Linked DNA regions of Rattus norvegicus: region 2 is linked to region 1. The links are chromatin contacts, called in public Hi-C maps. All regions are on one chromosome and are shown on one strand. The core of a region is the stretch at or near the end of the contact, and the rest is flanking DNA. Distances in the headings are between cores, read along the strand shown. Region 1 has its middle 16 kb from the start of Dnah7. Region 2 holds the start of Stk17b (serine/threonine kinase 17b).

Region 1 (5,616 bases), core at 895-3,394:
AGCTACTTAGAGCTTCCCTTTGCTAGAGTTATCAGTATAGGTTTGATTTACTGATCTATAAATGCGGACGTGCAGTTCCCAGCTAACTGACTGTGAAAGGCTAAACGGAGAACAGAAATGTACTTCACATTTTAGTCCCCCTAGCTCTGTGTCCAGTTGGGTGTTTACTGACCTGTGCTCTTGTCACAGGTTACAGTGCTGGGTTATTTTGTTTTGTTAGTAAGTTGAATTTTTGGTTGGATGTGGACCAAATGCTTGTTTAAGGATTGTATACCCCAACTTATGCTGATTCTAGGTCAATCTTTTTTATACAAGAAGATTTTTTTCGCCTTTAGAAGATATTGTCTTAACACTAGCACTCAGGAGGTAGATGCTGGAGAAGGAGTAGTTTAAGGACAACTTCAGCTATGTAGAGATTTGCAGTGAGTGTCTTCGACCATGTGACCTAGTCTCAAATAAACAAATAAGGGACAATGGCTCAGGTAAAGGCAATGGCCACTAAGCCTGATGGCCAGAGTTCAATCCCCAGGCCCCACATGGTGGAAGGCAAGAACCTTCTCGGAAAAGTGGTCCTCTGTTCTCCACACACACACCGTGCACATGCACACACAGTAACATAAATAAATGTAAAAACAAATCATATTGTCTAAGCTTAAGCCAACCCAAAGTCCTGGGTTTTGTGACATTCTCCCTCAGATTATTTTACTCTCATTTTTGAAACTTTAGACGTGTTGAAGGAAGCAAAGTGTGTGGTGTCGATCCCTCTTTGGCTCAGGCAGGCCAACTAGGAACCTGACTGGAGAAGGCAGGGAGGGAGAAACAGTGCCTGGAGAGCGGTTGGCATAGGGAGGGAAAGAGGATGAATCAGAGATTGCTCTGGAGGAAACATAGACGGGAGTTGCTGAGGCCCTGGATAGATATAAGGAACCCGGCTAAGATCGAATGCCAGTGAGGGTTTGTCTGGCTCGTTGGTCTTTTGATCTAAGCCACTTGGTAAATGGTGGAAGGTGAAAGAAATTAAAAATCTGGGGTTAGATATGTTGAAGTTTAAGGTGACTGTTAGATAACCAAGAAAGATGTTGAGGTGGAAATACAGCGGACGGCTCTGGCTGCATTACCAGTCAGGATATAGATTGAAGTTTATCCACAGATGGTAACAAAGCTATGGAGACAGATGACACTATCAAATAAGGTGGGGGATGGGGGATGGGAGAAAGACGGGGAGAGAGGAGGGAGAGAGGAGGGAGGGAAGAGAGGGAGAAATTATGTTTATATTTTGGTTCCCTAACTATCAAGTTTATTCTGGACCGGTTTTATCATAGAGGGGAACAGGGACAAAGGCAGTCTGAGGGCAGACCCTGGGGTTCTCATTTTCTCTTTCAGGACACTTAAAAAAATATCACACATTTTTCAACTCTTTAACCAAGTTATGCAAGTTCAAAGTCAAAGTCACAGCAGATAGATTAGATATGAAAGAACCCTACAAAACGGGGCTGGAAATTCACGCGTGTGGTATTTGTTCAGGAAAACATTGAAATATATGTGGAACAATTCCTAGGAAAACAAACAGTGATGCTGCTCTTTTTAACCACACTTTGACCTTCTACTAATCACAACCAGACAAACGAGAGTGACTGCACTATTTCCCTTGGACACTAGAGGGAGATATATTCACTTGCAAATTGGCAAGAGAAACTTGTTTTAAATAGAACTTCACTTTTAACACGAAACTTTTAATGTGGACTGCTTAAATTTTAAATTTTGCAGTCACCAAGAAGCACAGACATGTATTAAGATTGAGGCAAATGACACGTGTGGGAAGCCAATTGGCTTCAGACCAGCGTTTTTCTGAACGGGTTCCATTGTATTTGTTGATTGTATGCTGTATTGCGGAGGGAGGGGATACCTTAAGTAATTTTCCTTTCGAGCAATATGAAGCAGAAAATACACAGATTGGCCAGTTTTTCTTTGTATATGCATCAGTTCCTCCTCTCTGGGAACTTGAGATTTGTACATTGTAAGTCAGATCACCAAAAGCTTCTAGAGACTGGTGACTGGAGGCCTGAGTGCTTTTACCTCACCATATCCTTGTCTGTCAGGTGACTTAAAGGTCAATGGCACAAAGATCACTCTGGTCTTTATTTGCCCAATAAAATGCTTTTCAACTGTGCCTGGTAATCACATAGATATGTAGTGTTTTCGTGATTGCTTGGGGCAACTAAAAAACTTTCTCTTTATTTACTTTGGTAATCTTTCCAAAGAACATTCCCCAGACATTCTCTTTTTTTCTTGATCAAAGGTTGAGTGTGATCCTAGCCAGTCATTCTCAGCCTGCCAAGTGCTTTGTTTGACCTTGTAAGTAAGATTATAAGTTGATTCTATAAATCTTCTGTCCCATATATTCCAACATTGAGACATTTCTGGTAATTTAAGGTAGGGTGTCTTTTCTTTCTCCAAAGCAGAACAGAGTTTATTTTCTAGAATCAGAGCTGGTATTAGTCAAACCTTTCTCCCTACTGGTTTTCTGAATGTAAGTAAGTAATCTCTCCATTTTTGTCTCTCCAACGTGACATTGCACCCCTCCAGAACTGAGGGGATTGGTCCACACAACTTATAAAAAGACCCTGCTTAGTTTCAAGTACAGAGCAGGCATTCCAGCGCCCCATGACTTCCTTTCTTTCTATCTGAAACATTGTCCCTATAAATCATATGTTTGAACGTCACGTGCTCAGAAGTTATGTCAAGTGCTGGTGCTAAACACAGAATGTGAGCTGGGTTACATTTGCAAGGTTATCTTGCAAGACTACAGACATAGTCAGAATTATACTGCCCTGGGCTCTGCTCCATTTAAGCAGATGGTGGGCCTCACCAAGACCCCAGAGGGGAACACTGTCAACCTCTCCTAAATTTGGATTGGGAGAAGGGAGACAAGACGGAGGCACCAGAAGTCAGGCAAGGAGAGGGGTTGTCTTTGAAAGGAGTGCCTGATCTTTTACTTGCACAGAAGTAAATCCTACATCCCATCCCCACAAGGGTCCAGTGCAGACTCTGTTTCCCACTCAGGTATAACTGAATTTACCTCTCAGAGCATCTTGTAGTCCGATCATCTGGGAATATGTGCTTTGAGTTTCTACGTAACCACTTCATCTGCGTGTCTCAGCAACCAGGAAGAAGATCATGTCCCATTTTGCACCGTTTCACAAAACACATTTGACTGCGTCCTCTATGAAGCAGGCACCGTGTGCACACCTGAGTATATTTTCATACCAGATTTCATCACTACGTGCTGCTCAGTAAAGCTCATTGGAGTTGGCATACAGATATAATTTGAATATGCTTTGTTGATACTGTCTGAAAATTACCATCTTCCTTCTAATTGTAGAAAGAGCCAAAGGCATACAATGGCAGGCTTCTGTCTGTGTGGTTTCTTTTGGTACCCATGCCAAGAATAGAAAAAGAACCAGAAGAGGACATACCAAAAAAGTACATGCAGAAAAGAACGTGGAGGTGGATTCCTGGTCTGCCTCTAATGAATGCTGGATGGCTTTCTCCAAATACAAGTTAGGTAGCACCCCCAGATCTGTACATATTCCCCTTGGGTCGTCTCCATTCTCCAAATGGGTGGTACTTACCCCAAACCTCCTTCCTCTGCGTGGAAAACCCTCCATAGCTTGACTTCCATCTACGTCATCTGCAGACGTAGATCACTAATGACCTGGAGCCGTTTCTTTGTTTTTTGTTTTGTTTTTTGTTTTTTCTTCACTTCAGAATTTATTACTGCTGCCAGGTTTGATCCTTAAATGTACCTCCTTCTTGGTCTTGAGTGACTCCTCTGCCTCATCCCCTTACCTCTCTGACATTTCCTTTTGTATCATTTCCTCCATCATAAACATTCACTGATACTCCCAATGTCCCAGTTGGCAGCCTCTCCCTCTGCTCTCATAGACCTCACCTACTTTCAAAGCTCCATTTGCCACCTCAATGCTGTGGCTCCAGATGCTGTACACTCTCCACTTTGAGCTCTCTATGCCCCGCCCATCACTGTCTTACTCTTCAAAATTGTAGGCCCAGAAGTGGACTTTTTTTCCCTTTGATCTTTTACTTCCACCCCATCAGTTTTCTAAGTATAGCATCTTGAGATTGCCTCTTTCCCAGAATCCCAATCCAGCATTAGTGCCTCTTGTGACTCTTTCGTGAAAATGTCGTATAGATCATCCCTTCCTGCTAAGTCCTATTGAACAATGAGCACCTAGGTGAGGACAGGAGTCCTTAATGTCCTTCCCTGTCCCTGGCCTAACTTGATCCAGAGCAGAATCCAGAATCCATCAGTTCTTCTTCCTTACCAATCCAACCATAGCTCCCATAGCCTCTTCTCTGAACCGTCATCATGAAACCTCTAGTTAGACTGTGGTCTCCACCTTCGGCAAACCTCTCTCTCTCCCTCTCTCTCTCTCTCTCTCTCTCTCTCTCTCTCTCTCTCTGTCTCTGTCTCTATCTGTCTCTGTCTCTGTCTGTCTCTCTCTCTGTCTCTATTTCTGTCTCTCTCTCTCTTTCTCTCCCTCTCCCTCTCCTCTCCTCTGCTTCTCTGTGTGTCTCTGTCTCCTTATATCTATATCTATATCTATCTATATCATCTATATCTATATCTATATCTATATCTATATCCATATCCATATCTATATCTATATCTACATCTACATCTATATCTATCTATAGCTGTTATAACTTTATTACACCTGCTTCAGTGATGTTCCATCTACTGAGTTTTCTGCTCAAACATCCAGCCATAATGGTCTGGTTATTTAATAAGATTTCATGTAGTAGAATCTTCTCATTTACTGTTTTAGTTTGCGTGAATACTAATATCTTCTCCATTCATATTCAAATATATACAGATGTATATAATACAATTTCAATTTTTTACTTGCTTTTTAGGTCCCAGTTGAAAGAGTGTCTCCTCCATAACGTCTCCCCTGAACCTTTGAGCCATTTGTGACTGCCAATTCACCAGATGTAGTTTCACATATCTAATGGAAGCAATAAAATGTCCTACTTCTTTATTTGGGGTATAATGACTTCAGTGAAATCAATTGCCTTCTCCGACTGAAAGGATATACACAAAAATTAGTAAAAGATGGTCTGTTTCTGGGATGAGCCTTTAGTGCTATTAGTATAGAAATGCACTCTCAGTGATGTTCCGCTTCCAGTGATAGATATAGATATAGATATAGATATAGATATAGATATAGATATAGATATAGATATAGATATAGATATAGATATAGATATAGATATATTATAGATATAGATATAGATATATTATAGATATATGTAGATATAGATATAGATATATTATAGATATATAGATATATTATAGATATATGTAGATATAGATATAGATTGAAATACAAGAAATGACATGCTTATGAAAGGCTTCCTACCTCAGCTTTATACAATGAACATTATTTTATAATCCTAATTTCCTCTCTATCTTGTAGATAAGCATCAATGTACATTTGTCAGAATTATAGACTACAAAGGGTGATCTTAATGTCAATTAAGGACCTCACTTAATTATTATTAGCCTGTGATTTTGCTCATTACAGTTAGAAATGT
Region 2 (5,616 bases), core at 1,923-4,422, 60 kb after region 1:
CCAAATACTTGTCCTATCCAAAGACTGACAAATCTAGACTTTCATGAAGTAAATGTGAATTATTATGGCAGCCAAGAAATATGAATATGAATGTGGGCATCCACAAGATTGAGCTGTGTCTAGGAAACAGATAAACTGAAAGTTTACTTATCTAGCATCTATAAGAAACAAGAACTTTCTGCCTGTTCAAGAAGGATGTGTTTTAGTTGGCCAGGGACTGGAAGACAACATTGGTGTTGACAAATGACTTCTATGTTCTATGTACTCTACCCACAGCACTGTATTGTCATGTTTGTTTTTAAATACTGAACAGCAAGCAAAATCCAGTAATTTAATTCCCTGAAAATCACAATAGGACGCCAACTGACTCTAGTCCAACTATTGGAGTATAGATTACCGCAGGGTTACAGCCAGGCAAGGAACCTCAGCCTGACACTGGGCCAAGACAGTAAGGCCTGATGCCATCCCCTCCCACCTTCAGAAAAAGAAATAGATCCTGTAATTGTGAAGTAGGAAGAGAAGATGTTGAAAAACGGAAATAATGGCCGGCCAACCATTACACAGAGCTCATCACTCATCAGATGGAAAATTGGCTTTCTGGTGTAAAGTAAATTATCATACCCTTTACTAATAGCACCTCTGAAATAATGTCTGTTCAGTAACTGTTACAATGTCAACTGGAATCTAATTCTTAAAGGGTTAAAAAAGGAACTACTATTTTACTATTAAAATTTCTCAATGCCTAAAGTACACCCTCTTTTGGGCTAGTTGGAAAAAGCAAAATGATCAATCAAAATACATCATGTATAAATATTTGAAAAAGGGGCTCGTTGATATGCACGAGATAATTGAAAAGGATATTTCTCTGTCTTGAACACAAAACACTTCAAAAACATATCTTTTTTTAAATAGTCTGGTATAGGAAATATAATAGCTCTTTTGGTAGCATATCAACTCTGCAAGCGTGAGGCATAGGTTCAATCCCCAACTCTGCCATATGAATAAACAAATAATTGAAACTGAGCTGGTAGTGTGGGCCTTTAATTCCAGCACTCAGGAGACAGTGCCAGGCAGATCTCTTGAGTTCAAAGCTAAGTCTATACAGTGAGACCCTGTCTCAAAAGACAAAAATCCGGGGTTGGGGATTTGGCTCAGTGGTAGAGCGCTTGCCTAGCAAGCACAAGGCCCTGGGTTCAGTCCCCAGCTCCAAAAAAAAGGAAAAAAAAAAAAAAAAAAAAAGACAAAAATCCTTTAAACTGGTAAGCAAGACTCAATATGGCTCAAATGTAGAGCAAATGTCAAGATGCAAGAAGAATTTTAGACACAGGAAATAAGCATTATAATATATCATCATATCTTGAGAAAATTTAGTTTTAAACTGAGTCTCTTAAAAGCTGGGAGACTTTAACAGAGAATTTTTCCTTATAACTGTCAAGCAGCTACAAAGCAAAGCATTGAAAACACGGTTATAAGTTCATTTAACACCCATAAGCTGTTTATTGTCAGTACAAACTTAAAAATGAAATTAAAAGTATCTGCCATTAAATACTACATTGTCTAGAGAAACTACAATTTATAAAGTCTCTACTAAAATGTCACTTCTACCTTAACCAAAATGTCATTTCTTTTTTGCTTAATATTTTATTACATGCAAGTTGAGAGGTCAGAGGACAAGCTGTAAGCATAGGTTTTCTCTTTCTACCATGTAGGTCCTGGGGATCAGGACATTTGAGTTGGTGGCAAAAACATTTCCCAGTGGAGTCATCTCCTGAAACTAATTTCTTACTTAAAAAAAAAAAAAAATCCAAGAAAAACTATTACCATTCTACCCACATACAAAAAAGATTTTACTTTTCTAACATAAACATACTGTCATGTAACTAAATGTACTTTAATAGTAAACCTTCATTCCAGAAAATTATCTAAAATGTATGTATCTCAAAAAAAAATCAAAAACAAAAAAACCTTCAATTACTTGAAGTATTAAAACTACCAAAAATTAAACTAATATCAAAGAAGTTTGGGAGAAAAGACAGGTCTAAAATTTGGTCACTATTTCTATGAACTAGTTTTCTTTTAATATACACAATTTTAAAGCAATGTGATTCAATTTTTATAAAATTGTTGAAAACCATTTCTGGGCATCTCACCGTGAAGACTGCACCAATGAGAAAGTGAGTTTATATATCTCTCTGTAATAAAACTGTGCTCCTTGAGTTCAAAATTCCATGTTTCATATGCCTCCACTTGCCTCGTTATCTCTGCAGACCTTGCTGCCCAAGGTACAGTCTCTCTCCTAGACTTGAAAACTTAAAAAGTCCACGCGGTATCAAACCTGCGGCATTATCGGTGCCAGGGATGTAAACATGACGTCATCCAAACACTCAGCGAATGTCATACACCGAGCTAATGATTGAGTATGATTGAAATTCCTAGGCTTTCAGAAGTATTTCTTAATTCCAACTTGCAAGCTGAAGCCAGCGTGACTCTAGTTCCAACGCAAGCCACAGACACTAGCCACCAGCTGGCTGTGAAGTTTCTTTCAACTGTTTCCACTCATCTATCTCCCGAGAGGGAAACAAAATTAAGCGCTTTTCCCACGGTAAGGCCGGCCCAGGATAAAGATCCAAACCGTGGCCATGATGTGGCTCTCTAGTCTGAGGATGGGTCACAAGCACAGAGGGATTCCCACTGCTTTAAAGGAAAGTCAAAAAAAGTCCCAGAAACAGCTGTGGCTCCCCACGCTGGGACTGACAGCGGCCCACGCGATGGCCGCAAAGTTTCTCTGGGGCTGCTGACCCGAGCGTCCACCCGCCCCGACGTGAAGGCGTCCCGCGCGCACAGCACGCGAGTTCGGGAGCCACTCCGAGGACCACGTCGAGACGCCGGCCGCGGAGGCTATCGGACACAACCGCGCTCCGGACGCCGGCTCTGGCCTTCGGGCTCGCCACAGGGTCCCCGGCGCCCCCACACCGACCGCTCGACCGCAGTTCTACGCCGCCGCAGGCTCTGCCCTCCCTCCGACGGGGCCGCGGCTACACAGGCTCACCTCGCACTCTTCCCCACAGCGGCTGGTCGCCGTCAGCCAGACCCCTATGAGGAGACTCCCGGCGGCGACCGCACAGACGCTGACTGACGCTTCTTACAGTTGAGGTTTGAAAAGTGCAGCGGCGTCTGGGACACTGTACTTCGCTAGACTCCGCCCGCTGGGGCCGGAGAGCCAATCGGAGCGATCATGGAGGGTGGGGTTGTCACGTGGGAGCGGGGCGGGGCGCCGGCGGGCTGCGCGTGCGGTGCGGACCGGCCGCCGCGGGGGAAGTGGGCGGGGCCCGGGCGTAGTTGCCGGACGCCTGAAGACTTTGGGGGCTGGACGTAGTCTAGGACTGAACAGGGTGCAGGCAGGGTCCGAGCGCGACTTTTTCTTCCTTTCCCACCTTCAGGGTGGTTCCGGGAGGTGTGAGTATCGGGACACAGGAGATGAAAGAAGCAGGAGACGTCTGGGCTGTTTGACTTGTGATGATCAAAGACTGTGTTTTAAATCTTTCTTGTCCTCTTCCTTACTACCTGAACCTACCCTACTAGTCGACATTCCAGTTTGCAATGAGTTCTTGGAACCATAAAAGGACTCCAGGATTTACCGATCCTGGTATCTACAGCTGAGTGTCTTGAGACACTGGCTCAAGGCACTGTAGGAAAGTCCAAAGACAAACTAATTGCTAGTTTACTGTGCTAAGGGAAAGAATGAAAAGCTGTATCCGCTCAATGTGCATTGCTGCAAACTTTTTTCTCTTTTAAGCAGTGTGAGAGGCTTTCACATGCTAAGCAAGGGTTCCACCACTGGGTTCCACCACCAAGTTCCACCCTCAGCTCCAAGATGTGTTGTTACCTATTGAAGACAATTTAAAAATGGAAAGTTTCGTGCTAGACATAGTAGGTTTGCATACATATAGGATCCTAGGTTACTTATAATTAAATGTAGTAAATACACATAGAACCTAGAATTGCTGAAGGATACTTTTTTTAGTAGGTGTGAAAAACTATTGGGAAAAAAATACTGTGAGTGGAATCCTCTTGCTTTTAAACATCTTAGCAACAGTTTTATGTTCTTCTTCTGTCACATTTAACCAAGATTCCTTAAGCCATTTGCTGCTTGCTCTTCCAAGCACTATATGTCCCAAGACACATGCATTTAAAGTATCAGAGCCAGTTCATGGGGTCTGTCTGTTGTTATTTAGACAGGCCTCATAGAATGTATTGATTCTTTAAGCATCGTCAAATGGAGAATATTGCATCCCTTTGGCCAGGGAAGAATAAATGTTAAGGTGGAAACAAACTCACCTATTGAAATAGATTTGTGTGGTGTCCACAAACCAATGAGACTGTTTTCATATTTTCTTCCGGAAACAGGAGCTGCATCCCAAAGTCTAAGCACCGAGGCTGAGCCTACCCTCTTGGGGTTCCTGCTGGTGTTTTTTTGGTGTATCCATGTGTGTAACTGTACCTTTTTAATTTAAACAATTCCTTGATTGCCAGCTTTTGTGTATAGATGGTGTGTTGTGTGTGTGTTTATGTGGGGTAGTGCACATCTGGGTATGTGTGTGTGGTGGCCAGATGTTAGTTTTTGAGACAGTCTCCAGCGTGGCCTACTTAGCAGTACTTCCATGGATCCATGCACCTGTATCCACTTCCCCAGCACCGGACTCAGGAGCAGGCACCTGTGCACAGCTTTCTACATGGAAATCTGGGCTGAGGTCCTGTTGGTAGTGTGGTTAACATTTTTACCGAGACAGCTCCCCAGCCCATTGCCAGCATATTTTTAAAAACCTTTTAGTTATTTGTATGTGAAGAGTATGTGCGTATGAGTGAGTGTGCCAGAGGAGGCCGAAGGTGTTGCCCTGACATCTACCTGGAGCTGGAGTTAGATGTCATCAACTACCTGATGTGGGTACTGGAAACTGAACTCTGGTCCTCTACAAAAGCAGCAAGTGCTCTTAACCAACGAGTCATTTCTCTGCCGCCACCACCACCTCCTTCTTGTCACCAGCTTTTAAGCAGTCATTTAATTTTAATTTAAGTTCATTTTATTTTAATTTAATTTTAATTTAAGCTTAATTTTGTATACAGGTTGCCTTCTCCAGCAATAAAATTCATTGTTGCTTCCAGCACAATCACCTGGTGTTCACTGATACATGACAGACATTGACCTATGTGCTACTTGAGTGCTCCTGTTCCAGACTCATTTCTGTGGCTGTGCTAAAATATCCTGACAGCTGCCCTAAGCAACTTATGGAAGAAAGAGATTTATTTTATTTATAATACCAGATGTACAGTTCATCATTGTGAGGATGGGCTGGGGCCTTTCCCCATTGATCACTAATTGAGAAAATGCTTACAACTGGATCTTATGGAGGCATTTCCTCAACTGAAGCACCTTCCTCTCTGATGACTTTAACTTGTGTCAAGTTAACACACAAAATCATCCAATACAGACTATATTTGGAGATATGACCTTTAAATGGGCAGTTAAAGTAAGATCAGGACGTATGAGGTCTTCATACAATATGACTGGTGTCCTGATTAGAAGAAGATAGGTCACAGCACAAACCTGGGGACCAC

Evidence for each region. A called contact is a pair of places that touch in the nucleus more often than the background predicts.
Region 2: a contact with region 1 is called in a Hi-C map of the A7r5 cell line, with 3 times the contacts expected there. The contact joins the promoter of Stk17b here to the enhancer-like site in region 1. A contact is called at or near these places in 3 of 12 Hi-C or Micro-C datasets (the A7r5 cell line, the Rat2 cell line and liver).

Annotation. Positions count from the first base shown.
Region 1 is chr9:62,770,032-62,775,647 of GRCr8, forward strand. No RefSeq gene overlaps it. Among named protein-coding and RNA genes, the nearest start is that of Dnah7, 16 kb to the left of the region's middle. Within about 2 kb of position 2,145, at least 7 of the 93 cell types and tissues checked have an H3K27ac peak or open chromatin away from gene starts, as enhancers often do. A contact at or near this core is called in the A7r5 cell line, where this site is marked.
Region 2 is chr9:62,829,339-62,834,954 of GRCr8, forward strand. Stk17b (serine/threonine kinase 17b) reads right to left here and starts at 3,173. Exons shown (of 8, transcript NM_133392.1): 1 at 3,050-3,173. It overlaps LOC120094686 (a long non-coding RNA gene), which reads left to right and starts at 3,019. Exons shown (of 5, transcript XR_010054982.1): 1 at 3,019-3,153.